Linked DNA regions of Muntiacus reevesi: region 2 is linked to region 1. A link is a contact called in public Hi-C data. All regions are on one chromosome and are shown on one strand. The core of a region is the stretch at or near the end of the contact, and the rest is flanking DNA. Distances in the headings are between cores, read along the strand shown. Region 1 holds the start of CCDC134 (coiled-coil domain containing 134). Region 2 holds the start of NAGA (alpha-N-acetylgalactosaminidase).

Region 1 (2,700 bases), core at 10-2,509:
CTGCAAAATGAGGGTAAGGAGGTCATCTCCCTGTTGCAGAGACAAAGACCTAGGTGAGGCACTATGCCTGAGGAAGGAGGGTCAACATCATTCCCCCTCAGTTCCCCCACCCTGGCCTTCCACGAGGCCTGGCAGTCAAAAACATGAAACTTGCGGGGTTTCCTGCTTTTCCTGACTTCTGTCATCAGAAAGGAAGGAGGGGTGCTGGGTGGGAAAGGAGGCAAGGCAGTCTTGGGGTAAGATGGCTGTTACTCTCCTAGAAACCACAGGCACCAAAAGCAACACCTGTTCCTATCTAGGCAACATTCCCCAACTACTGAGTAACTTTCATGTTCCTTGAATGTTCTGGAGCCAGGAACACAGCAGGAACAACATTCCCCACACAATGGTACTTCTATCTCTAGTAGGGTTAAGAGACAACCAACAAAGTTGTAAAACAAGCACAGAAGGATAAGAGGGAGTCAGCAAAGTGTGACATTAAAAACAGCAGTCAGAGGAGGCCTCTACTCAGATGACAGCTGCCCAATTTTACCAACGTGGAGATGAATGCACAGAAAAATGAGGTGACTGCCCAAATCACTTATAGATCACTCATAGATTTTCCAGTTAAACTAAGAGTCTTAATGAACAGGCTATCTCAGAGCTGGCCACTGTTCTACCAGGACACCTGCCCCAGGGGAGAGATGCTCAGTTATGGACAGTGACCGCTCACAGAGGTCAATCAGAGAACCAACTCTGTCCCGTGCAGATCAGACAACTGAAGCCTACAGAATGTGAGGAAATAGTTCAAGCTCAACCAGAGCCCTACATTCTACCGTCGTACTCCAGACTCAAGGGAACCAAACTGCTTAAGGCGAAACTTGGGAATCAGGGACTATCAGATGGCCGGTAATGACTGAAGCGGGGAAGAAGTGGGAAATGAGAAAGGTGACTTGGTGGTGGGTTCTGAGCGGGCCACTCGGGCTTGCAGACCAGGGATGCCACCCGTGCCTTTAGAGCTCCTAAAGGAGAAAGTCTTTCCAATGAGGTCCGCGAATCCCACACCCCACCCCCTGCAGCCAGTTCTGGGCCCTCGGTTCCTCCCCCCACTCTCCAAAGGGGTCTGCTTGCCCACGGCCCTCGCCCTACCTACCGGGCCAGGCGGGCGGGGGTGGGGGCAGGTCAGACAGCAACCGACTCGACGGCCTGCTAGCGACCAGCAGAGCCGTGGATCCTCAAAGAATGCCCGCGAGTAGCAGCCCTGGGACCGCCGATTACTGCCCCCGCCCACCGTGCCACCCCTGACCAATGAGCGCAGGCCGCGACGGTCGCTCCTTGACCTCACTTCCGGCTCCGCCCAGAAGGCGCAGGCATCTGCCCGGCTTGAGGTCTGTGGGATTCCGGTTCCGCCCACCTTGCCGGTCCGCCGGCGCACTTGTGTGTCTCGGTTGGTTTGGAGAAAATAGCCTGAAAGGGCGCATCAGCACACTGACGCCGTGATCCCTGCCGGACGGTCTTCCTAGCGCCCTCCCTGAAACTGTTTTGTCAGCTTAAGTGTTTTTCAAACTGCATTTGTCAAAATCAGTTTAGTGGGTCGTGACTAACTCCTTTTTCTAAGTAATGTGCAATGCAGAGCTGGGACATCCCCTGCTCGCCGCTTCGATTCACGAAATTCTAAACCAAGCTCGCTGGGTTCTTCCCTGGTCTATGATTTTGTACAGCGTCAGTATAGACAGACTCGAGGAGAGCTCCGAAACCGTGTACAACCCCGTATCCTTGTCTTTTGAAGTAAAATGCTGACTCTAGCGTTAATGATTGGGAAAGGTGAAGATGTAGAAACAAACAATAGCTGTTGGACTAGGTAACTGGTAACAGTTTAGACTATAATTCTGCCACATAGCAGAATCACCCAACTCCCAGTTCCCTGGAAGATATAAAGGTCTGACACACATTCCTAAATTGTTTTTATAGGAAGCAGACCACCACCCCCCACCACCAAATGAAAACTGCTGCCCACAAGAACCATAGGCCCTTGACTAGCTGAAACCAGAAAATTGATGATACTTGAAACTTCATCTTGATGCCAGCCGACCTGAGAACTGTCCATGGATCATGCCCTGCCCCTTGAAGACTATAAAATTCCTCACTACCCCCCTCCAGGGTGAATCACAGTCTTGAGGGCATTAGCCCAGTGTGGCTCCTTTTGCCTGGCAAAGCAATAAAAACTACTCTTTTCTACTTCACCCAAAACCCTGTCTCCGAGTTTCTATTACTATGGCACCAATGAACAGTGGCTGAGTTTCCAAGAGAGCCCTGGCAGACAGCTGGTAAGGGAGCCGACACCCCAGGTAAGCTGACGCAGAACAGGAGTGGGCAGTTGTGGAGAGCAGACATTGGAAGAACTGCATACATGGGTGCACAAATACACGCTCCGAGGAGAGCCAGGAGCGAAAGGCACATAGGGGACCTGCTTCAACCAGGAAGGAGATGAGCTGGAACAGCTTCATTTAGTTAGGAAGGCTGAGAAAGTTCTGACCTGCTCACTTTCCTTGCCTGGAAATTGTACCTCTCTCCACTTTCACTTGAGGTAAAGCAGTAGATAAACTGATCCCAGAGCACCTGGATCACAGCAGCACCAAACATGTGGCCTCTCTCTGCCTCTCCTGCCCCAAAGATGGCCTAACTGATGTCTTCAACTGAGGCGACCTGCTGGTGTAACCA
Region 2 (2,700 bases), core at 32-2,531, 210 kb before region 1:
ATATGAGTGGAAGCAGACCAGTGAGGAGGATGCTGGAGTAATCCGGGGAAGATGTGATGGGGTCTGGGAGAGTAGAGATGGCCAGATTATTTTTTTGGATGCACTGCATGGGCATACAGGATCTTCCTTCCTCAGCCAAGTATGGAACTAGCGCCCCCTGCGGTGGAAGTACAGAGTCTTAACCACTCGACCGCAGAGAAATTCCTCAGCATGGGGGGGGGGGGGGGGAGGTGTGTGTGAGTGCTCAGCATGGGGTTTGAAGGTGGAGAGTACTAGGTCTGCAGAGACTGGACGTAGGGAGTGAGGGGAAGAGGAGCCAAGGAGAACTCTAACGATTTGGCCTGAGCATCTGGAAGGAAAGTTGCCATTACCTGAGATATGAAATTGGCAGGTGTTTGGAGCCAGTGCTGTTTGAGACGCCTTTGACCATCCAAGTGAAGGTGCCAAGAATAAACTGTTTGGTATCTAGTCGTTGCTCAATAGGTATGTGATGAATGAAAGAGGAAAGAATGCAGAGTGTCTGGATGAGGATAACAGGTGGCCCAAGTGTCAGGCAAGGTAGGAGAGTCTCCTGGCTTTAAAAAGCGGTTTGTAGCACCTATTCATCTTCCACTACAGTTTCTGAGCAGTTTACTAAGGGCTATACTCCAGGACATGCTCTCATTTTTCTTTAAAAAAAGCCCTCAGCAAGTATCCACGCCACAGCTATTAAATAAGCATCTACAGTGCCCTATCCAGAAGACTCTTGAGAGGCAGGGAGATCCAACCAGTCCTTCCTAAAGGAAATCAGTCCTGAATATTCATTGGAAGGACTGATGCTGAAGCTGAAACTCCAAAACTTTGACCACCTGATGCGAAGAACTGACTCCTTGGAAAAGATCCTGATGCTGGGAAATATTGAAGGCGGGAGGAGAAGGGGACGACAGAGCATGACATAGTTGGATGGCATCACCGACTCCATGGACATGAATTTGAGTAGACTCCGGGAGGTTGGTGGACAGGGAGGCCTGGCGTGCTGCAGTCCAATGGGGTTGCAGAGACATGACTGAGCGCCTTAACTGAACTGAACTGAATCCTCGCCTCGGCAGAAGTGAAAGGACTAGCTCGGCGGAGATGGGGACCCTGTGCTGTGGGCGCGCGCCTGCCTCAGGAGCGCGCAGAGCCGGAGCTCGAAGGAGAAGGGGCTTTGGGAGGTTCCGAGGGCTTTCTGGACCCGTGTAGGGCGGGGCAGGACGTTGCTAGGGGGATTCTGATAGGTTCCGCCGGAAGGTTTGCTTCCGTCAGGCCCCGCCCCGCTAGAACGCGGTAGACGAATCAGGTGACTGCGGCTGTAGTCTACTCGGGAGGCAGAACCAGGCGGCGGCTCTGATCGCAGCGGAAGAGTCAGTAAGCTGGAGGGCGGGCGACTCTGGGTTGGATCCCTGGGCTGGGGCGCCGGGCCTGCGGTCTTTGAGGGCGGGGGCGGCAACTCAGCCCTGGTGGGAGTCCGGAGGCCTGGCCCCCGGCTCGTCACCTCCATTCTTCCTGGGCGTCCCCGAGTCTGTCGCTGCCTCTCTGTGACCCTAGCCTGACAGAGGGGTCGCCCTTGGGCACTCGGGGTTCCCAGCACGGCAGAGGAGGTGAGGTCTAACGTCCACGATACCTTGTTGAGTATTTCCGACGGAAGAACCCAGGCTTGGAGAAGCGATGGCTGGGGGGAGAGATTGGGGGCTGTGAGGGCGGCTTGGGCGCCCAGCGTGGGATCCACACCCAAGGTTAAGGGCGGCAGGGCTAACCAAGCAGGAGGGACCCCAGTGCTTTTCTTTTTTTCTTTTTTTCAGTGCTTTTCTAACGTTTCTTAGCTTCCAAATCCCGACATACGGGAGCTGGTAAAAGCAGAGCAGGTCTGGTCAGGTCCTGAGACCGCTCAGTCCAGAGCGATGTTGCTGAAGACAGGTACCTACGCGGATGGGGGTTGGGGGGTGGCTTTGGGAGGTAAGTGACCACTTGGGGGTGGGGGCTGCCTGGAGGAAGTTCCAGTCCTGTGGTTTCTGGGCCTCCTTCCCTGATGTGGGCATATGGGGAGACATGTACCTCTCTTATTCCCGGAGGTGGGCCAAGAAAAGAGGAAATCCTTCCCACGCAAGAATCAGTTCCCCTCCAAAGAGACCTCTTCTTTGCTCACCCCCTCTACCTCACAGCCAGAGACCCTATCTTCTGTAACATCAAGGTGTGCTGAGACAAGCCCTGTAAAGTCAGTATGGAAATTCCATTTTACAGATAAGCAAATTAAGGCCCTACAGTGCTCTTCCCACCGGCTGACCTCTTAAGCCCTCCCGAAGCCTCCTGGGTGCCTACAGAGAACATTGAGCCCTGGATGGGGCTCGGGAGACCTGAAGCCTGGCTACAGTGGCCTGCCAAGTTCTGTGTGAATGGAGTGGGGAGAGCTGGTCAGGGTGTAGAAAGGCTGTGACCCCAGGTGTTAGATTTGGGTGATCCCAGCACTGCTGTGGCGACAGCAGGGGGGAATCCAGGCCTCAGACACCACCCTACGCCTGGGACTGTCCACCCACTCACAGCCTGGTGGGAGCCAGCGGTTGCAGGAAGAGCCCATTCCACCTTAAGCTGGAGAGTCTAGTTCCCCTAACGTGTGGGGCTGGGCGGCATGCTGTGGGAGCCACTCACAATCCACCCCCTGCAGTGCTCATGCTGGCCTTGGTG

The links. A called contact is a pair of places that touch in the nucleus more often than the background predicts.
Region 2: a contact with region 1 is called in a Hi-C map of muscle, with 2.1 times the contacts expected there. The contact joins the promoter of NAGA here to the promoter of CCDC134 in region 1. A contact is called at or near these places in 2 of 3 Hi-C or Micro-C datasets (blood and muscle).

The regions. Positions count from the first base shown.
Region 1 is chr1:56,319,338-56,322,037 of mMunRee1.1, reverse strand. CCDC134 (coiled-coil domain containing 134) reads right to left here and starts at 1,259. Exons shown (of 7, transcript XM_065944787.1): 1 at 1,133-1,259.
Region 2 is chr1:56,526,008-56,528,707 of mMunRee1.1, reverse strand. It overlaps NAGA (alpha-N-acetylgalactosaminidase), which reads left to right and starts at 1,281. Exons shown (of 10, transcript XM_065944833.1): 1 at 1,281-1,382; 2 at 1,821-1,935; 3 at 2,681-2,700. The coding sequence starts at 1,920.